Regions from separate parts of the Cricetulus griseus genome. Here region 1 is linked to region 2. The links are chromatin contacts, called in public Micro-C maps. All regions are on one chromosome and are shown on one strand. The core of a region is the stretch at or near the end of the contact, and the rest is flanking DNA. Distances in the headings are between cores, read along the strand shown. Region 1 overlaps Pigu (phosphatidylinositol glycan anchor biosynthesis class U). Region 2 holds the start of Tp53inp2 (tumor protein p53-inducible nuclear protein 2).

Region 1 (6,157 bases), core at 1,064-3,563, 85 kb after region 2:
CCATGGCAGTTTATTAATTTAAAATCAGTTCAGCTGTTACTAGTTTAAGCTCCCAAAAATTCCACTCTGAGACAGACATGGTAGTTGCCTGTAATCCTAGCACCTAGAAAGTAGAGGCAAGAAAATCATAAGTCCAGGGCTGGTCTCAACTATATAGTGAGTTGGAGGCCAGCCTGTGCTACATGAGATCCTATCTCTAAAACACAAAAGAGAGAATTCTTGGCCCCTGAGGAGCTAGCAATGCTGCATGTAACGTTCAGTCCTCGGTCTTAACAGTAAGGGTCTACATGTTGCTCTGACCACATTTTCAGTGAGCAAGCCATCAGCCAGCAGGCACTTCCTGTTTTGGACCTGTTGACAAGGGCCTTTGCTGGGAGAGGCTGCCTGATTTCTCTGACAAGCAGTCATTTAGGCTACTAATAAGGAAAGCTGACTTAATTTGCTTTCTTGATTTGGTTTCTGGGGACCAGGCCCAGAGCTAGTAGACAGGAAGTGGCTATTGATGGGCAGTGTCCTGCAAACTGTATCACTGGTGTTTGTCTGTTCTTCCTTGCCACTTCTGGGAATTTCTTGATCTCTGCAGTTTGCTGCTGTGCTACTGGGGCCTGGTGGGTCAGGAGTCTCTAAGAGTGGGACTGGTCCCTGGCTAATCTCTCTGCATGTTTGTCTTCCCGGCCCTGCTCCAGGGAGCACCCCATCTTCTTCATGTTCATCCAGATTGCCATCATCTCTATCTTCAAGTCCTATCCAACGGTGGGAGATGTGGCCCTCTACATGGCTTTCTTCCCTGTGTGGAATCATCTCTACAGATGTGAGTAGTCTGACTCTCTTCACAAAATAGATTCCAGTCCATCTAACTCTTGGGCGAAACAGCTGGGAGAAGGGAGTTAATGAGCATTTACTGGGCACCTGTTGTGCTGCAGCACTGAGAAAGAGGAGGCAACCTACATGCATGTGCCCGTGTGCCTCCTGGGCTGTGAGCAGTGCTGGAAACACAGATAACTACCATTTACAGACTGCGCCTGACATTGTCAGTCATTAGCTCATTAACTACCATTTACAGACCATTGTCAGTCATTAGCTCATTTGCTCTTTGCATCATCCCTTGAGGTACAGATGAGAAAACAGGCACAGAAAGGGAGAGCTACTTGTTGAAGGCCCTGTGACTGCTGTGAAACACTGGGATTGAAGCCTGGCTCTTAGAGCCTTGCCCAGTGCTGTCCAGCCTGATTTCTCTAATGAGGACCATACCCAGTGGCTACTAATATAGAGACTAAATTTTTTCTTGTTTTTCTCTCCTACTCCCAGCTTTTTGAAATAGGGTCTCATAAAGCCCAAATTGGCCTTGTGTTTACTATGTAACTGAAGATGGCCTTGAACTCCCGTTCCTCCTGCCTGTACCTCTCAAATCTGGGATTACAGAGGTGTACTGTTATGCACAGATTTTGTTGTTTGTTGTCATTTGTTTGTCACACAGCCTAGGCTGTAGCCCTGGCTAACCTGAAGCTCACTATGTAACCCAGGCTGCCCTCAATTTAGAAGCAGTCATCCTGTCTTAGCTTCCTAAATACTGAGAATATAGAGTGAGTCATGGTGCCAGCAGAAACTGATGTTTTTATTTAAATTCAAATGTAGGATGCTACATATGGCCAGGCTTCCTATTGGACAATGGCCAAGTTTCCTATTGGACAAGTGGCAACTGTAACCTTGGGTTTTGAAAACCAGACTTCCTATAAAGACCCCTCAATTCTACCTATCTCTTATAATATGGCTCAGAAATGTTCTGTGTTACTTAAGCCCCCAATGTTTCCCAAATTTGGGCTCATATTCCCCCCATCCCTCTTGGTAGTTCTGTTCTGTGTCTAAAGGCTCCCTTCTGGCGATATCTTTTGCCTCAGTGTTTCCAGCACCCACCATGGATTCTGACACAAAACTATTAGCGAATGCCTGTAGAAGGGCTTTTGAAGGCTCCCTTTGAAGGAAGCAGAGCCCAGTTATCCTCCTGATTCTCTGTCTTCCAGTGGGAAGGGAGCTGTGTCAGAAATGAACTCCAAGTACAAGCTTCAGAGGAAGTTAGTTTTGGGGTTGTCTGGGTGTCAACCAGGAAGTGAAACTGACCAGCTGCAAGTAGGAAACCTATCTGTAAGTGTAGGCCCCAGAGTAAAGGTAAACAGCTAAGTGGGTAGGACAAGCCCAGGCCAGGTGTGACGCTTGGGCCTGGTGGAATGGTGACAAATCTGAGCTGACTGAGGGAGGTAGCATCATCTTCTGCTTGTGACATCCTCGTTTCACAGACAAGAATCACCCAGTGATGAATCATGAGGCAATCAGAATATGTGGACATGCCTTGGTCTGTGGGAAGGAAAAGCTTCAGGCACTGGTCTTGCTCTCTCTGAGGCAGGTTGTTTTCCTTAGCCGTCTGTCCTACACAGAGTGTTGTCCCTTCTCAGGGGCAATATGCAGTAATCTCACATTGCTGATTCTGTTTATAGACTGACTAGAGCTTCAGCCTGCCTCCCGACTTTCTGGGCGGCTGCTTTAGCCTTTCTGAGCCTCTGGCTTTTCCTTTTCCATCCACCAGATGAAGAGAGTATCCTGGTGTGGGTCCTTAACCCCAACACTTAAAAGGCTGAGGCATGAGGATAGCAAGTTTGAGTTTAGCCAGAGCCACATAGGGAGACTTCTCTTTCAAAATAAAGTATCTTTCATGAATATCTTTTTAATTTTGAGAAAGGAAATATATGAATAGTACTGCACTTGTCATCAATAATTAACCAGGGTCATCACCTGCATATTTCCACCATTAAAGCTTCAGACTTAGCATCCAGAGACATTGAAATAAATATATGTTTTTTTAAAACTTAAAATAAATTGTTTTATGCCTACAGGGATGATGAGACAGAGAAGGAAGAGGGGGTTTCCAGAACCCTGGGTGATCTAATAGACTCTATTAGTAGAGACTCTATAAGTAGAGGCTGCTATTGACTGACTGGGCAAGGGCATGGCTTGTCTAAAGCTCTTCGGAGAGTAGTGGCTGCCATACTTTGCACTGTATAGGGACTTCTCATGTTTGGGACTTGTCATCTATGAGTTATTATAATCACTTGTAAATGTCTTTAGTCCTAGGCCTTGGGACCTCTGATTTCTGTCTACTCAGATTTTGAGAAGTCTTTCCTCCTAGTTGAATATAGTTAATGTTATAGGATGTCCCATTTTGAAACACCTGCTGCCAGTATTGATCTCCCTGCTCCCACCTCATCTGTTTTCTTATATTGATCAGTGGGGAAGAAAAGAATAGGCCCTTCCTTGGGTATAATGCTCAATCACACCAGAACTTGGGAGGCAGGGTCAGGTAGATCTCTGAGTTCAAGGCCAGCCTAGTCTGCAGATCAAGTTCCAGGATAGCCAGGGCTACACAGAGAAACCTTGTTTTGATAAAAACAACAAACAACAGCACCAAATAAATGAATAAATGTCAGTCACTGGCTTCTGTAGCCTTGGGTCAGGATGAGTCAGGCAGATGCATACTTGTGGTGTTAGAGAACAGCCTGCTGGCCGAGCTGGTGCCAGCTGCAATGCCCCAAATGCAAAGCCAGCTACCACGAGACTGGAGTTGAACATATGCTGTATTTCTTTTTGTTTTTTAAATTAACTATTGTGTAAAGGTAAAAGAATGTTGATTAAAATACAAATAAATTATAAGCATTATATACTGTAAGTTCTCATGTATCTAGCATTTAATTTAAGAAAAGAAACATCTCTTTAACCTTTGAAGCCCCTTAGTTCCCTCTGTGACCCTCCTGATGAGACCAGAGATTTTAAGTGATATTTTTTTTCTGAACGCCTGAGGCTCAAGGGAAAAGGGCCTAGTCAGAAGTTTCTGTTTTTCAGTGTGGTGCCACAGATTGGATAAGCCATCCAGTGAATGTCTGGGGAACTTGACTCCATCTGACCTAGCAGGTCTGATGAAAGGTGTAGGCCTTGGTCATCTCTGACACCTCTTGGTGCCTGGAACAAGCTGTCCTGTCTGTGCCTCAGGTCCTCCCCAGTCCCATCTGCTCTGGCATAGAGCTTTAATCTCCCAGCCTTCCAGCCAGCAAGAGTGAGTAGCAGCTCCCTGTCCCTGCAAAGGTCACCACTGGCCTGAATCCAGCTGGATGCTAGTGAAGGTTTTCCAAGCACATTGAAGTCTCTTTGCAGCCCAGAGGCTACATTCGTAGCCTCTTTCATTTTGTACTCAGTCTCTTTCCTTTCACCCTTTAGAGCCTCTGTCTCTGCCTGAGTCACAGAACCAGGAGCCACTTGGGCTACCAGGCCCTGCAAAGTTTTATTCTAGTAATAATACATGTTCTTTTCAGCCAAGATATTTATAGAGGATGAGAAAGAACCACTGAGAACTGAAATACAGTGGGGGAGTAAGCAGCTCTGTTCTCCTTTCTTCAGTTTGGAATGCTGCTTGATGATAACAATGTGATAACAGTGTAAACATAGCTTTTCCTGGGCTCCCTACCCTGAGAGAGAGCAAGAGGCCCAGGCTCCCTGGCAGGTCTCAGGAGAGCTGAACCAGGACTTTGGCCCTTCAGTGTTGACCGTCCAGGACAATGGAAATATCAGATCAGAAAAGGCAACCTTTTCTGATTCCTTTCAGGCCTCCAGGCTAGTGTCCAAATTAAGGGATTTCCTACACCACTAACATTTGAAAAATGTTTTTTGGGCTGGAGAGATGGCTCAGAGGTTAAGAGCACTGACTGCTTTTCCAGAGGTCCTGAGTTCAATTCTCAGCAACCACATGGTGGCTCACAACCATCCGTTATGAGAGCTGGTGCCCTCTTCTAGTGTGCAGATACACATGGAAGCAGAATGTTGTATACATAATAAATAAATAAAATTTTTTAAAAAAAGAAAGAAATTTTTTTAAAGCTTTTTATTTTGGTGGTGGATGAAACAGCTACCAATATTGTCCCCATTTTAAATGACTTGTGTTGTTTTGAGACTGGGTTCTTCTGTGTAGCTCTGGCTGTCCTGGAACTCACTGTGTAGACCAGGCTGGCCTCAAACTCTCAGAGTTCTGCCTGCCTCTGCTTCCTGAGTGCTGGGGCTAAAAGGGTGCATTGCCACACCCGGCTAAAGTGGCTTTTTAAATGATAATAACAAAAGAAGGATTCTTATCCTTCTTTACAAAGAATGAACTGTAGCTGGGCATGATATTTGGAAGGTGGAGGCAGGAGGATTAGGAGTTTTAAGGCCATGCTATCCTAGGCTACATATCAAGTAAGGCTAGCCTGAACTTTATGAGTCCCTGCTTCAAAAAACAAAATCAGCCAAACAAAATTAGTGAACTATATGTTGCCAACACAGCTTTAAAAATAACCTCAGTGAGCCAGGTGGTAGTGGCGGTGGCGGCGGCGACCGCGGCAGACACCTTTAGTCCCAGCACTACAGAGGCAGAGTCAGGTGGATCTCTGTGATTTCAAGGCCAGCCTGGTCTACAAGAGATAGTTCCAGAACAGCTAGGGCTACACAAAGAAATCCTGTCTCGAAAAATTAAAAAAAAAAAAACCAATAATAACCTCAGTGGGGCTAAGAGATGGCTCAGAGGTTAAGAGCACTGTTTGCTCTTCGAAAGGTCCTGAGTTCAATTCCCAGCAACCACATGGTGGCTCACAACCATCTGTAATGAGATCTGGCACCCTCTTCTGGTATGCAGGAATACATGCAGGCAGAACACTATATACATAATAAATAAATAAACCTTAAAAAATTATGTAAAAATAACCTCAAACTACTTTGTTCTATTAGTCCACACATTAGTGGTGATTCTATGGCAGACTGTCAGAGTCCATATTCAGTTACCCAGGAAACTTACAAAACCTCTGTGTAGGCTGTACCCTAGACTCTAGTGGGACTCCCCTGTTATTTGCAGCTAGAACAGAGAATTATCTGTTATCCAGTCCCCTTCCAGTGTATCAGTCCAGTGATGGTAGAACTGAGAGTGACCGTGAGTGCCTCATTTTGTAAATCTCCAATTTTCTGGGCATGATGGTACACACCATTAATCCCAGCACTTGAAAGGCAGAGGCAGGCTGATCTCTGGTTCAATCCCAGTCAGAGACAGGCTATTCAGGGCTACAATGTAAGACCTTATCCTAAAAAAAGA
Region 2 (6,371 bases), core at 851-3,350:
AGGACAGCATCTCTGGCCAAGACAAAGAATATTGTGTTGCCTTACCCTAGTAAAACAACATGTCAGTGACAGATGATGGAAGAAGGAAGCAGTCAGATCTAAGCATCCCTTAAGGATAAACACAAGGGTTGGACCAAGACCCAAGCCTTCAGACAGTCCTTCCCTGGACCAAGACAAAAAAGAAGCCCCCTGTTCTAGGATGGAGACCTCAAAGTGATAACGTTAATCTATCAAAAAAGCTACAGCTTAGTAGTGGTGGGGAAATGCAGAGCATATATAATCAGAAAAGCCTCAAAGATAATATTCAAGAAAGTAAAAGTGCACCGAAGACAGGGAGATTGGACTAGTGCCTTGATCCAGCCATCACCAAGTTCTAACATGTATTTCCCAGAGTTCCTGCTGTATCAGACCCTGCAAGGAACCTCAACTGATGACATGTTGAGTGAGGTAAGAGGCTCAGCAGAGAAGGTACCTGGTGGAGATCATGCAGGAGTCAGTGACAGCCAGGAGAGATGACAACAACCAGCCAGCTATGACTGCCCACTCCTCCCTTTGACCACAAGGAGAGCCTCCTGGGTTTTCTTCCCTAGCCTGCTGGCTTCCTGGTTCTCAGTTTCCTGGCTCCACTCCAGGAAGAACCTTCCCTTAATACTACAGCAGCTGTGCCCAGAATAGCACTTGAGCCCTAAGCCACCCCTAGCCCAGGCCATTCCTGAACAAACCCCAGCCTGGGAAGAGGATCCAGATCCAGCCTCCATATCTACTCACTTGGAAAGAAAGGAACATTCTGATCCTCTGGAAGAAGACTCTCCAGACAGCACTAGTGCTAGGGAAGGTCTGGTTCCTCCTAGCTGACAGCTTGGGATCTGACAAGGTGATGAGAGGCCAATAAAGGGAACTCCCAACTCATTCTCAACAACATCTGCCCGGGAGACACCGGAGGCAGGCAACTAGTGACTCACCGTTCTGTGGTCAAAACAGCTGGGAGACAGCAATTTATTGGGTTCTAAGATAGAGAGAAGGCAGAGAAGGTCGCCTTGAAACCGACTCAATCTTTACGGACCTCCTGGAAAAATGTCCAGAATCGGGGAGACTGAAACATTCTATCAAATTGGCTTGGTGCTGAGCCCAAGATAGGGTCCCCAGTAGATGGATATATAGCTGGTTAATTGAACTGAGCTTGTACTAAGCATTTGCCCCCAGCTAAGGAACCTGTCACTCATAGAGTGTGACTCTAATTGGCTGAGTTCTCCAGTAAGCTATGTCTCTCTGGGTCTCAGTTTTCCCTTCCATGAAATGGGGTTTAAGACCCTCAATATCTGTAGGCTGAAAATGACATCAACCAAGGCTTTGCACACATGTCAGGGATTAGCACGATGTTATTATGTTGGGGGGGGCGGAGCCTGAAGACAGGGCATCAGCTGCCATCTGGTGCTGTCTCGTGGACCCGGACTCTGAAGTCTCTTTGATCCACCGACCTCCCTCTCAACTTAGATTGAGCTGTGCCTTCTGACCCTTCCTCAGGTTGCAAGGAAAAAGCAGATGAGAGGCCCGACCCCAGTCTCTAGATGAGCCCGGGAAACCGCCGAGTCCCCTCGGGTATTGCTTGCCTTTCAATGTCTCTCAACCCTGGGCCGGGCTCGACACAGCGCCCACCGGGTCACCAGAGGACAAGCACCCAAGCAAGCCTGGAAGGCGGGGCTGGCCTTGGTGACGTCTCAATGTCATATGCAAATAAGCGACGTCATGGCCTACCGGCTTGGGGCAACCAATAGAGAGCCGAGAACGCAGCTCCAGCGGCCGCCGGCGGAGACAGACAAAGAACCGGAGAGGGGGGCGCAGGGCGTGTCCTGGGGCGCCCGGAGCCCCCAGCCCCGCGGTCGGGACTCACCTGGGGCGGCTGCGGCAGCCGGTGCGCTGAGGTAGTTGTGCGGCCGGGCGTCCCCGGGGCGCCGGTGCTCACAGCCGGGGCCGCATACCGGGGACTGGCCGGGAGACAGCGGGGCTCGCAATCGGACGCCCGGAGCTGCTGCGGCCGCTGGCTGCGCCGGAGCTCACGGCACAAATCCGAACGCTCCAACAGCTGATTGTGACGTCACAAAGGGGCCCGCCCGCCCGCGTCAGCGACCGTCGGAGCGGCGGCCAATCGCAGGCGTCGAATGTTCTTTTCCCCGCCCCTCCGCGGTTCGCCTGCGGGTGGCTGCAGCCCGGGATCTGCGCTCCGAACCTCCGACCGAGTGGAGGTGACGGCCCAAATTCCCTGCCCCCAGTCATCCACAGACCTCGCACTGATGGCGACCCCCCCTCCGCCCCGTTCTTCCGCAAGGATTCGACCTCGCTGCTCTTCCTGCACATAACCTTGCTCTTTCACTTGCCCCAGTGCTCCGCACATCCCTTAGCCTGCATCTTAGCTCAGGAGGACCCCCTCACCCCCACCACACTCCATCTGTAAGTCCCTTTCACCCCCCTCCTTATCCTTCGCCGCTCTTCCTCACTGCCCTTCTTACCTGCTATCCCTCCTCTGTCCCATCTCTTCCCTACACGTTTTCCATTTTCCCAGCTCTCCTTTTTTCCCTGGGCTGGAGCGGACCTTTCCCCTTCTGCAGTTACAAAGGAGCACCTGCGAGTGTGGGGGAGTTGGTGGGGCTGACGGGAAATTTGGTCAGAGTAGGCCTTGGAAAGAAATTGCTCTAAGCTGAACAAACATTGACCTGGAAACAGCTCAGCCCTAGGAGGTTTACACACCTTATTTAGTACACGTTGCTACCGGAACAGGACAGAGGAGTGACAAGACAGGGATTGTTGGCCCTGATTTGCATATGGAAAAACAGAATACAGGCACACACTTGTAATCCCAGCACTTGGTAGGTAGACGAGAGGTTCAAGAGGTAAGGCAGCCTAAGTCTCAGAGAGAGGAAACGGGGGCGAGAGGGGGGTTACTACTGCTTCTGCCAGATCGCCAGCTGACATTGAACACTTACCATATGCCGAGCACTCGGCTGCTATTTAATCTTCACAATAACCCCAAAAGGTAAATAGTATCCTCCTCTTACAGTTGAAGAAACATACCAGGAGAATGTAAGTAACTCGCCAAGGTAATTAAGCTATAGTCAATGGCAGAAGCAGAAGTCTAAATCACAGGATTTAACCTTTACCAGAGGGTCTGAACTCCAGGATTCTGAAGTGTCTCCAGTGAGATCTGGCTTCCAGTCCTGTGTCCCGACTGTGTGGTGCCAAGTAAGTCCTTACCACTCTGGGCCTTAGTCGATCTTTCCTGCTGACATATATATTCAAATTTAGGGCCAATAGAGTGAGAGTTTTCCAGACTCTTCATCCCCAAAATTCCACCATGTTCATGCTCCAGGCCCCAGTTCTTGCAATGGCCTGTGAGACACTTGGGGAGAAATTGCAAACACCGGTCCTGGGGATTTCCAGGCTAGAGCTTCTGAATCTCTAAGTAGAACAGATCTAGTAGATGAGGCTCTGAGAGTTGCCCATTTGGCCAGCAGGAGCGAGTTCAGAGCTCCATGCTCTGGTGATTTCAAGAACCCTGCCTCAGCCAGGCCAAAAAGCTCTAAGATAGGACTGAATACTGCCAGGCAGAGGACAGAGCCAGAAAATAATACCCAGAGGCTTGAGGGGAGGCAATAGGCACTGTGTTCCTTACACTAGAGTTTCCAACGTGCCCTCATTTGTGCAAACCTGAGCCTCTGCCTAGCACAGCCACTTCCCACTAATCCCACACCCTCTGTTGACCTCCTTGCTGACAAACTAATCCCTAACATGTCCCTCCTGTCACACCACTTGTTTGTTCTAAAACCTCATATTCTCACAAAGCTCAACAATCCAACAGCATTCATAGCTCTTCATAACCCAGGTTCTCTCCAGCTCCGTCTTCCTTCTTCTCTGTGTACCCTGTGCTAGTAAAACTCCATCGCCTCCATGTTAAATGCTCTCCTCTTCCTTGATTGCCTCCTTCATGCCTTTCTAAAATTACTTCCTGTCTTCAAAATTCTTCCATGGCTTCTCAGGGGAATCCACTCTTGCCCTACTCATGTGTCCGTGTCCGAGACTACTTTGATGGACAGTCTCATTTGTTTGTTCAGTAAATAGTAAGTAGCTGAGTGTGTGGCTTGCACCTGTGGTTCTACCTACTCAGTGCCTAGGAACAGCCTGGGCAACAGTGTGAGTCAGTGTGCACATTCTCTCTCTCTCTCTCTCTCTCTCTCTCTCTCTCTCTCTCTCTGTGTGTGTGTGTGTCTGTGTCTGTGTCTGTGTCTGTGTCTGTGTCTGTGTCTGTGTCTGTGTCTGTGTCTGTGTCTGTGTCTGTGTGTGTATCAGTTTTTTGAGACTCTGGCTGGCCTGGAACTGGCTACGTAGATCAGTCTGGCCTGGTCTCACAGATATCCACCTATCCACCTGCCTCTGCCCCTCAAGTATTAGAATTAAAGACATGTGTCACCATACTCAGAGAAGCCCAATTAAAAATAAAAAAACATCTGGCTGGATGGGCTGGAGAGATGGCTCAGAGATTAAGAGCACTGGCTGCTCTTCCAGGGGTCCTGAGTTCAATTCCCAACACCCACATATTGGCTCACAACTGTCTGTAATTGGGTTAACACACTCTTCTGATTTGCAGACAGGCATGCAGACAAAGCACCCATGTACATTAAATAGGAAGTTTTTTTTTTTTTTTTTTTTTAATATGGCTGGAGATCTGGCTCAGCAGTTAAAAAGCACTGACTGGGGACCCAGATTTGACTCCAGAACCCACATGGCAGCTCACAACTATCTTAACTCCAGTTCCAGGGGGTCTGATGACCTTTCTGACCTCCCTGGGCACCAGGCATGCATGTGGTATACAGCTGGGCATGCAAGCAAAACACCCATACACACAAAATAAAAAATAACTTAAAAAAAACACTTTATACACCTCATTTAAAATACTTTTAAAAGATCTGCAAACTCTCTTCACCACTGAACCATTTCTCTAGTTTTCTATTAATTAAATGACAAGCAAGTTGGGCTGGAGAGACAACTCAGTGGTTGAGAGCACTAGATGCTCTTCCAGAGGACATGAGTTTGATTTCCAGAACCTACATGGCAGCTCACTAGCGTCTGTTAACTGCAGCTCCAGAGGATGAAACACCCTCTTCTAGCTTTCTTGGCATTGTAAATGTGGTACAGTCATGCATGTAGGTAAAACATCCACACACATAAAAATCTTAAAATATTTATAAAAAAATTATCTGGGCAGTGGTGGCACACACCTTTAATCCCAGCACTCGGGAGGCAGAGACAGTCAGATCTCTGAGTTCACGGCCAGCCTGGTCTACAAGAGCTAGTTCCAGGACAGCCTCCAAAGCCACAGAGAAACCCTGCCTCAAAAAAAAAACCCAAAATATATATTTAAAAAAAATAACAAGCAAGTATTGATGCCTGTGTATATGTATCTTAGCAAGTGAATGTTTGACATCCCAAGGAAAGGGTCTTGTCCACATATTTTCCCAGTCAAGCTATATGTCAGATCTGATGTATAAAGGTTCTAATCAAAGGCTTAGTAGTTGTAAGCTGAAGCCCATAGACAGTGTCTGGCATAGTAGTCTCCCCGTGGACCCTCTATCTTGGAAGGAGCACAAAATTCTGGTTCCCCAAGTCTAGAGAATACAGCTCTTGGCATATACTCTGGTACCCTAATTGACCTGGATTCTGTTCCCGATATTGGCTGTACCCAATGTTCAAACTGCTAGGCCAAATTCCAGTCTACTTGGGACTCTAGCCTGGGCCTGGCAACTATCAAAAGGGGGCTGGAACCGTGGTTTAGTGCTAGAGCAGTTGCCCCCTATGCTTGATGCCCTAGCTTCAATACCCGGTACTGCCAAAATAAACAATGTAAAATAAAAAGGAGCTGGAGAGATGGCTCAGTGGTTAAAAGCACTATTGCTTTTCCAGAGGACCCAGGTTCGACTACCAGCACCAAAACAGTGCCTCACAAACATCTGTATCCAGGATATATGATGTCCCCTTGTGACCACTGTGGCACCAGGCATGCATGTGATATACAGACATACATGCAGACAAAACACCTATACTTATAAAACCTCTCTCTAAAAAAAAAAAAAAAAAAAAAAAAAAAAGTAGTGACTATAATGCTAGGAATATGCCCTGATGTTTTACATCCAAAGTACCATTCCTATGGATATCCATGTATGTACATGATATCTGTGTACAAATACACACAGTGTATATGAGTTCACACCCATGAGACTACAGCTTCCCTGCCCATCTAATCCAATCTAACTCTTCCCCCCTCATTTCCAAGCATGAGCATCTGCCTAATTTTATGGGCATTAGGACTGGAGGTCAAGAGG

What was found. A called contact is a pair of places that touch in the nucleus more often than the background predicts.
Region 1: a Micro-C map of the CHO-K1 cell line shows a contact between it and region 2, with 2.7 times the contacts expected there. The contact joins the enhancer-like site here to the promoter of Tp53inp2 in region 2. A contact is called at or near these places in 4 of 8 Hi-C or Micro-C datasets (the CHL-YN cell line, the CHO-K1 cell line and fibroblasts).

Annotation. Positions count from the first base shown.
Region 1 is chr6:24,340,863-24,347,019 of CriGri-PICRH-1.0, forward strand. It overlaps Pigu (phosphatidylinositol glycan anchor biosynthesis class U), which reads left to right. Exons shown (of 12, transcript NM_001246807.1): 10 at 687-811. Among named protein-coding and RNA genes, the nearest start is that of Map1lc3a, 24 kb to the right of the region's middle. Within about 2 kb of position 2,314, at least 3 of the 6 cell types and tissues checked have open chromatin away from gene starts, as enhancers often do. A contact at or near this core is called in the CHO-K1 cell line and fibroblasts, where this site is marked.
Region 2 is chr6:24,256,560-24,262,930 of CriGri-PICRH-1.0, forward strand. Tp53inp2 (tumor protein p53-inducible nuclear protein 2) reads right to left here and starts at 2,101. Exons shown (of 4, transcript XM_027421401.2): 1 at 1,892-2,101.